3 separate regions of the Mus musculus genome follow, and all the other regions are linked to region 2. Evidence: chromatin contacts called from public Hi-C and HiChIP or PLAC-seq data. All regions are on one chromosome and are shown on one strand. The core of a region is the stretch at or near the end of the contact, and the rest is flanking DNA. Distances in the headings are between cores, read along the strand shown. Region 1 holds the start of Myo1g (myosin IG). Region 2 has its middle 10 kb from the start of Gm39575. Region 3 overlaps Ccm2 (cerebral cavernous malformation 2).

Evidence for each region. A called contact is a pair of places that touch in the nucleus more often than the background predicts. HiChIP or PLAC-seq counts read pairs in DNA pulled down with a chosen protein or histone mark.
Region 1: a Foxp3 HiChIP or PLAC-seq map of regulatory T cells shows a contact between it and region 2, with 4 times the contacts expected there. The contact joins the promoter of Myo1g here to the enhancer-like site in region 2. A contact is called at or near these places in 1 of 484 Hi-C or Micro-C datasets (regulatory T cells), 3 of 115 datasets of contacts at active chromatin or transcription factors (CD8 T cells, memory CD8 T cells and regulatory T cells) and 2 of 9 other capture datasets (adipose tissue and liver).
Region 3: a Hi-C map of CD4 T cells shows a contact between it and region 2, with 2.6 times the contacts expected there. The contact joins two enhancer-like sites. A contact is called at or near these places in 2 of 484 Hi-C or Micro-C datasets (CD4 T cells and regulatory T cells) and 1 of 9 other capture datasets (liver).

Annotation. Positions count from the first base shown.
Region 1 is chr11:6,519,700-6,522,399 of GRCm38.p6, forward strand. Myo1g (myosin IG) reads right to left here and starts at 1,259. Exons shown (of 22, transcript NM_178440.4): 1 at 1,043-1,259. The coding sequence starts at 1,155.
Region 2 is chr11:6,703,656-6,706,355 of GRCm38.p6, forward strand. No RefSeq gene overlaps it. Among named protein-coding and RNA genes, the nearest start is that of Gm39575, 10 kb to the left of the region's middle. Within about 2 kb of position 1,351, at least 32 of the 459 cell types and tissues checked have an H3K27ac peak or open chromatin away from gene starts, as enhancers often do. A contact at or near this core is called in CD8 T cells, memory CD8 T cells and regulatory T cells, where this site is marked.
Region 3 is chr11:6,568,103-6,570,802 of GRCm38.p6, forward strand. Ccm2 (cerebral cavernous malformation 2) reads left to right here. Exons shown (of 10, transcript NM_146014.3): 2 at 1,862-2,035. Among named protein-coding and RNA genes, the nearest start is that of Ccm2, 23 kb to the left of the region's middle. Within about 2 kb of position 1,254, at least 104 of the 459 cell types and tissues checked have an H3K27ac peak or open chromatin away from gene starts, as enhancers often do. A contact at or near this core is called in regulatory T cells, where this site is marked.

The DNA of each region.
Region 1 (2,700 bases), core at 9-2,508, 180 kb before region 2:
CTCCACCCTTCCGTTTACTAACCATATTAGAAGCAGGAACCTAGGGCTGTACCTCTCTTGGGTTTTGTGCTCTGGGAGGAGTACTAGCCTCCTTGGGGCCCCAACTGTCCTCTCGGTGTGTGGGGCCCGCTCAACCCCAGGCAGGCCTCTTCAGGGTTCCTCTTTCTCTGCCCCCTCTGACAAGTCACGCCCTGGGACTACAAGTTTTGTGACCTGCAGCCACTGTCTTCCTCGGCTCAGCATACAAAGCATGGAGGGCATGCTTGTGAGCTTGCTTTTCGAGAGAATGAGGCAGTCTAACAAAGCATTGAACTCATTTCCTGGATAAAGCTCTCCATGTGGCAGCCTAGGACCTCCATCTCTGCACCTAGTGAGATTCCTGGTCCCCAGTTGCTCTCTAAGGAGCTTCCTAGCACACAACAATCCTCCCTAGGAGGTGTGTATGAAGTCCAGCCGCACACAAGGCCATTTAACATGCTGTGCTTCTAGCTCCTGGACCCCTCCCTGCTTTTTTCAGTGAGAAAGCAGGCTGCACTGTCAATTCTCCTAGTCCTAGCCTGTGACCCCTCCCATGAACAACTCCCAACCCAGAACATCATATCAGCATCATATCAGCTTGCTTCGATTATTGCGATTCTGGGGTGGAGGGCACTTCATTTTGGAGTTCCTAAGGAAACTCAAGTCGGGTCACACATGGGACCCAGGGGGAAAGCATCAGCAGGTGACAGAGAGGAGATGCAGTACATTCCTGGTCCCCATGCCTTTGCCTGTCTTCCTCAGGACTCTGGGCTTGTCAACCAGGGTGTTGTGAGGGTGGCTGGGCAGCTCCATTCCTGACAGCTGGTTACTTTCTGAGTGGCCATTATCTCCTGGAGATGCTATCATTTCAGCCTGTATTGTCTAGGTATGTGTAGCCTTGTCCCCATTCCTGACGATGGGACCAGGGTACCTTCAGGGCTTCTCTCAGGTCTGTGTGGATGATAAGGGAGGAAAGGAAGGAAAGAAGCCCAGTACCGCATCCCCACCCCCACCTCACATCTACCTGAGCTCTAGGTTCTTCATGAAGTCCTCCATGGTCAGTTGATCCAAAAGCACGAAGTCTGGTTTCCCATACTCAGGGCCTTCTTCGTCCTCCATCCTGCCCACTGCAAGCATCCAAGGCAGGTCGCCAGAGCTTTCTGTACAGAGGTGAAGGGGAAGGCAGAAAGGGGAGGCCCAGCCCTGCCTGACTACTGCAGTACTTCAGTAAAGTAGGAAGTGGGTTCTGCCCGGGGAGTTTGGCCCTGCCCATTGCTACTCCCCTGCCTTGGTGCTTCAGACACTGCTTCCTGCTCCCTGGCCCACAAGGTCCATGCCTAACTGTCTGTCCTGATGGGGTCTTTACTGGCTTCCTTAAAGCTCTTCCCAAGCTAGGTTTGGCCATACCTGTCTGTAATCCCAAGCACTCCAAAGATTACGGGCAGGCTGGAATTCTCCCTCCCCTTGTCTGTCTGTCTTCCTTCCTTCCTTTGCTCCCTCCCTCTTTCCGTCTCTCTCTCTCTCTCTCTCTCTCTCTCTCTCTTTCTTTCTTTCTTTCTTTCTTTCTTTCTTTCTTTCTTTCTTTCTTCTATCTCTGTAGTCCAAGCTGGCCTCCCCAAAGTAGCTAGGATTATACCAGGCTCAGTAAGAAAGGATGCTTCTTCTTCTTTCTTTCTTTCTTTCTTTCTTTCTTTCTTTCTTTCTTTCTTTCTTTCTTTCTTTTTTTGGTTTTTCAAGACAGGGTTTCTCTGTGTGTCCTGGAACTCACTCTGTAGACCAGGCCAGCCTTGAACTCAGAAATCTACTTGCCTCTGCCTCCCAAGTGCTGGGATTAAAGGCATGTGCCACCACGCCTGGCAGGATGCTTCTTTTAAAACGTTTTAAACATCTATTTTGTGTACAAGTGCTTTGTCTACATGTATAAGTGCACCATATGCATGCTGGGTGTCTGCAGAGGGCTAGAGGGCTGGGTGGCCGTAAACTGCAGACCTTTGCAGGAGCAGTCAGTGCTCTTAACTTCTGAGCCATCTCTCTAGCCCAATAGATATTTCTTTTATTATTATTATTTTGGTTTTTTTTTTTTTTTTTTTTGGTTTTTCGAGACAGGGTTTCTCTGTATAGCCCTGGCTGTCCTGGAACTCACTTTGTAGACCAGGCTCCAGGCTTGCCTCGAACTCAGAAATCGGCCTGCCTCTGCCTCCCAAGTGCTGGGATTAAAGGCGTGCCAACAGATATTTCTTGGCCTCTCGTGGTTACCCAGCTGAACATCGCTGCCCCAGAGCTCAACATCAGCCAGGGGTGGCCACAATAGAGTTTAAACCATAAAGACTTCCTGCCTGACCCAGCAGATGAGGCAGTGGTGGGGACTCGGCACCCTGCGATTCCTCCCCACAGTGACAAGGGAGCGGAAGAGTACACTCTCCAGCCCTCTAGTGGGCTAGCCTTTGGTAGGACCCTCTTGCATATGCTCAGCTTCGTTCTCTCATCCAGCCTCTGAGATAAAACCATTAACTCTTGGAGCTCTGGGGCCTCATCTTAGCTCTCACAGGTCTTGGCTTATGGTTGAGCTTGTAGATTAGTGGTACATTGAAAAATGGCTAGGCGACCACTCAGGTTTCTCTGTGCAGTCCTCCCTCCTGATTACAGGGTCTGCCAGTGGGCAGCTCTCTCTGCTCCCTTGAT
Region 2 (2,700 bases), core at 101-2,600:
GGATGCTAACCTGCTGCTTTCAGAGATTGAGAGGGAGGTTCCAGCTTAGCCACAGCTTGGTGGTACACAGCTTTCTATATTTGTGTTGATCCTATTGGGTATAAGTGACATTTCACTTTAAAATTTACGCTTTAGCAGTAATGGCTGTCAGTGTGTCTTCAGAGCTGCTACCAGGCTGGCTTTTTCTGTCTGTGGTAGTCTGTTTATAAACCTCCATCTGTTGGCATTTCTTGTTCTCCCTGGATGTGACCTGCAGAGCTTTGGGATTGGTCTGATGGGTTGGGGGTGGGGAATGGAGAAACAGCCCCCCCCCCCCCCCCCCCGCAAAGGCTGGGATCCTGTGCACCATGCACTCTGATGGAGACACACCAGCAAGCAGTGCAAAAACTCAGCGCATCTATTATATGCAGCATAGTGAGGAGGTGGGCTAGCTGATCTCTGTAGGGGAGAAGTCTCAGGCTGCAGTCACTTCCTGGAGGAGGAAGTCCCTGAGCCTGACCTAGGGAAGGCCTCGCCATTCCCATAGATCCTCGACATAGCTGTGCCTTCGTCAACTATACACATTCACTCGGGACTTTGTCCTCTTCCCATCCCTACTCAGCACAGGAATTCCTAATATGGTCCAGGTGTTCTGGATTCTATTTTCTTGTCCATTTCATGTGGTGGTTTAAAGGCAGACTCTACCCTGGAGATCAGGTGTTCAAGCACTGGGCCTGCAGATGGTGCTGCTGTTTGCGGAGTTGGTAGGATCTGGAGCCTTACTTGGAGGAAGTACATCACTGGTGGTGGGATTTGAGAGTTTTTAGTCGTACCCTACTTCCGGTTTGCTTTCTCTGCTTCCCACGTGCCACTGAGATGTGATTTTCAGCTTCCTGCTTCTGTTGCCATACCTTTCCCGCAGTGTCGGACATCCGGCCCTTGGGAACTGTGGCAAAAACTCTTCCAAACGCTTTTGGTCATGATGGTTTGTTACTGCAACATAGAAGCTGTCACAAAGAAGACTCATGCACACAAATGGCCTCCCAATGGGAACCACAGAAGAAAGTATCTGCTTTGTGTGGGCAAGCATGTCTACGACAGTCCGGGCCTCTGGAATGTCTTCTGTCCTATTTTTGTGGATTCTTTGAAAAAGTTCACAGACAATCAAAGACCCTTCAGGAATAAATCAGGGACTTAAATCCACTTAAGGATCTTGGGAATTACATTTAAGTTGACCTTGAGAGCCACATCCTTGCTGCTGACACCACAGCTGTTAGAGAAGTGGCTCTGGGCCTCCCCTGTCGGCAGCAACATGACATCTACAAGAAGCGATGAAAGCCAAACAAAGCCGTTAGGTATAATTCACCCTAGCTCAAAATGTAACTATACTCTCATAACCCTAAACATCAAACAGCTCTTAAAATGATAGTGGTTCATAGACCACAGGAACATAGAACAGGAAGTTTGAGACGTTCAAAGTGGATGAGATTAATAGACGATAAACACACACTTTGTGTATTATACTGCACACTGTGCTACATTAAAGGGGTGGCAATTTTTAAAATATCAAACAAAAAATCAAATAAGTTATGAGCCGTGATGTATAATACTGAACTGATTAGTTTTTGTAATCTTTGTACAATCATTTGTGTTTTAGGAATCTTAGTAACATCCTTTGAATCATGTCTAAGATCTTCAAGCTTTTCTCTTTTAATTCAAGACTGCATGAAATTGCATCTCCTGACTTCTTATTTGGTAGCTTAGCAACAGCCTCTAAATTTGCAGTTGGCTGGAGGTGGGTCCCATTCTGTTTGTTCCCATCTGAGATGGAGTTGACCCTGCTGGCAGAACTCACAAGCTTTGAAAGAGTGGCATATTTGAACCTGGAGCTTTAGAACGCCCCTCCTCACCTTCCTTCCCTAGGGTTTGTGTGTAAGTACCCTCTAGGCCCTGTTAATCAATAAAACCAGGAAAACCTTTTAAATGAAGAGCTGTATCACTCCTGAGGGAGGTAGATTGTATTTCTTAATAGACATGTCCCCTGACTGGCTGGCAGCTAAGCGCCACACTGAAAGGTGATAATTTCCACTCACGGTTGAAAAGGAAGTGATTTCTGAGTTGTGGCATGGATCTGCAAAGACACCAGGATGCATGTGTTTCTACAAACACCCCTTGCATGGAACTCACGGGGAGGGGGGGGTCAGTCCCCAGCTGAGTGAGCTGTGACCTGGGAGGGCTGTGGATGCCTCATGAACTGACGTGGGTCATTGATCATTAGGTCCACCTCCAGCACATGGCATTTCTTCTGCAAACCCAGCAGCCAGCTGCTCCTAGCCCAGAGACATGCCCTCCTTCTGGGTCTGGACCTGTTGGAGCAAGGGCTGACTGGCACTCATCCCATGTCATGGACTCTCTTAAGAGTCTCAGTTCCTTAGAATCCCTGGTGATCAGGCAGCTGACATTCTGTTGAACTCGTATGTGAGTAGGAAAGATGACAAGACAGTCAGATATTTCTGATAAGAAGACACAGTGGTGATACAAGCCTTTAATCCCAGCACCTGGGAGGCAGAGTCAGGCAGATCTCTGAGGTCGAGGCCAGCCTGGTCTACAGAGTGAGTTCCAGAAGGGCCAACGATACACAGAGAGGCCCTGTCTTGAAAAATGAGAGAGAGAGAGAGAGAGAGAGAGAGAGAGAGAGAGAGAGAGAGAGAGAGAGTCAAT
Region 3 (2,700 bases), core at 4-2,503, 140 kb before region 2:
ACACTCAGCTACAGCTCTGGAGTTCCTGTCATCTTATCTCTCTCTCTTTTCCACACCAGCAGTGAGTGCAGGAAACTGCCCTGCATGTGTGAACACAAGCGTTTATGTGTGCGTGCATGCATGTGTGTGTGCGTATGTATGTGTGTACTGATCAAGATAGGACTACAGGGTCAATGACAGACCATTCTAGGTCACAGAGGCAGATGCCTGGTGATAGAATCAGCTCCCATGAGTGGAATATTTTAATATTTACAGGGCCGTGGGTCACAATCTTTTCCTACTTTGGATTCAGAGTCGGGTGGGTGGTCATGGGTCATTATCTAGTGTGAGTGGAAGACAGTCTGAGGCTTTGGTGCTGGGCTGTAAAGACAGCCGTTGAAGAGGAGATGGATTGTTGTGAGTAAAAACAGTAACGGAAATAACTGCTGACACCGTTTTCCATTATAATCAAATATAATCAGCTCAGCTCTCTGTAGCTATCGCATGGATTGTTCATGAGAACATGGAACATGCAACAATCATAGCTCATTTTAGAGACCATAGCTCAGCTCATATCCTTGTATGGGAAAGAATCAGGATAGCTCAGACCACCACAGAGGAGTTGAGCCTTGAGCCTGGCGGAAAGCCTGTGGGGAGAGCAGCAGGCATGACGGCTGGGCGTGCACAGCTCTAACACCGAGACTCATGCTGCTGTCTTGTCGGATGGGCCTCCTGGATCTGTGCCCATCTTAGTAGATCAATGGAATAAAACCAAGATAACAAGGACCAAGGATGTGAAGCTAAGGAGGCAGGGAAGCTGTCCACAGCAGGAGGGCACAGGCACAGGCACAGGAAAGGTGTCAGGGTAATTTTCTGAGGCTGGGTGAGTCTTATTTGATTGTTGGTTTCATGCCTGGTGCTGAGAGCTGAGCCTAAGAGTGAGGCTGGGAAGTAGCCACATGCGGCATCTCCTGGGAGCCTTGGCCATGTGAGTCTTGCCTGATAACTTATTCTCTCCGTTTTTTGTTTGTTACTAGCTTGGGGGGAGGGACGGTCAGAGCTGAGCCTGCTGTAGTTTCCCAGCTGCTGCCTGGCTGCCAGGAACATAGTGGGTGAGTGTAGGAGAGATGTCTCTTGCAGAGAGAAAACAGCTAGGGTATCATCTCCTCCTTTCATTGCTCGTGTCTTTGGCCTCTGAGCTGATGCTGTAGATGATGTATTTAAGTGTTTCTCTGAGTGACAAAGAATGGCTGGCAGCGCCATCTTTCCACAGAGTGGGGGATAGCTTCTGTTGCGGTTGTTTAGGAGGCACTAGGTTTGATTCCCCTCTCCCTGGCCCACAAGTTCATTTTGATTACAGGTCGAGTCTTCAAAGCCTCGGTACTAAGCTCACATCCAGCAGGGGTGAGGCTGTGAGGTTAGTGGCTGCCTTGGAGCCCTGCCTGAGGGAAGGGGCTGCATGAGAACCTGGGGCTCAGTTAGCGCCTGGGCTCCTTAGAGCTCATGTGGCCTTGGCTGCTGAGACAGAGGCCTTGTGGGTGGCAGCCCTCCCTGTCCCACTTGCACCTCAGAGCTGAGATGACATGGCTCACAGAGCTGGCAGGAGTTGGAACTCTGCTGTGTGGCTCTCTTCTGGGGGACTGTTCCCCAAATGACAGTGAGTTGCCTTCTGAGTGTGACAGCCACTTAACAGGCCTGTCTGTCCTTGTGCAGAGTCTGAGCTGGCTCCAGAGCCATGCCTCAGCCTCATGTTGGTCCTTTCTCATAGGCTGCTGTGCACAGTCCTATTTTCATGGCGACGGTGCTAACTCTGTTTGTTAGTGGTAGGTACAACACAAATGTGTGAATAATGAACTCCAATCATTGCCATTTCTGCCTGCAGCCTGGAATTGTGTCGCCATTTAAACGAGTATTCCTAAAAGGTGAAAAGAGTAGAGATAAGAAAGCCCATGAGAAGGTGACAGAGAGGCGCCCTCTGCACACTGTGGTGCTGGCGTTACCTGAGCGCGTCGAGCCAGACAGACTGCTGAGCGACTATATTGAGAAGGAGGTGAAGGTAAGTCACCATGGGCCACAGGGCACGCCTGCCAAACAGTTCATTGCCAGCTCTGCATAAATACATTAGCCTGTGTCCTACCCTCTGTCTTGCTTCTGGATGTATCTAATAATGAAAACTCCAAACCCAGTCCCAGTCCTTAGCTTTGGTTTCTGATCCTCTGTGTAGCAGAAGACTACTCTGTCTTGAAGGTCATGGATATTGTGTAAAACAGGGAAACCTCGTCTCCTCCGATTTGCAGACAGATGACAGCAGGCGCTTGTTCCAGGCCCTTGTTTAGGACTCCGATGCTCAGCCTAACGCTGGAGGCCTTATATCTCAGGCCTGCCTGTGCCCAAAAGACTACTCAAGCTGTGTTATGTCCCTGAAAGTAAGTTAATGAAATGATAGAAGCTGTGAGCTCAGAGAGGAGAGGAGAGGTGTTGGTCATAGAAGGCCACTGGAAAGAAGGAAGCGGTGAAGGTGAAGTAGCCTAGTTGGTGGCTCCAGCTGGGTCAGGCCCCTGCAGAGGACAGAGTCCAGTGACTCGGGGGGCTCCAGTGCTGACTAAATATGGATTTGTAGGCACCCTCCACATTGAGAGGAGGGCTTGGGATTTACTGACAGCTGGCATAGGAGTGGGTGGGAGAGCCCCAGCCTGAGCTTCCTGAGTCGGAGCCTGTTAG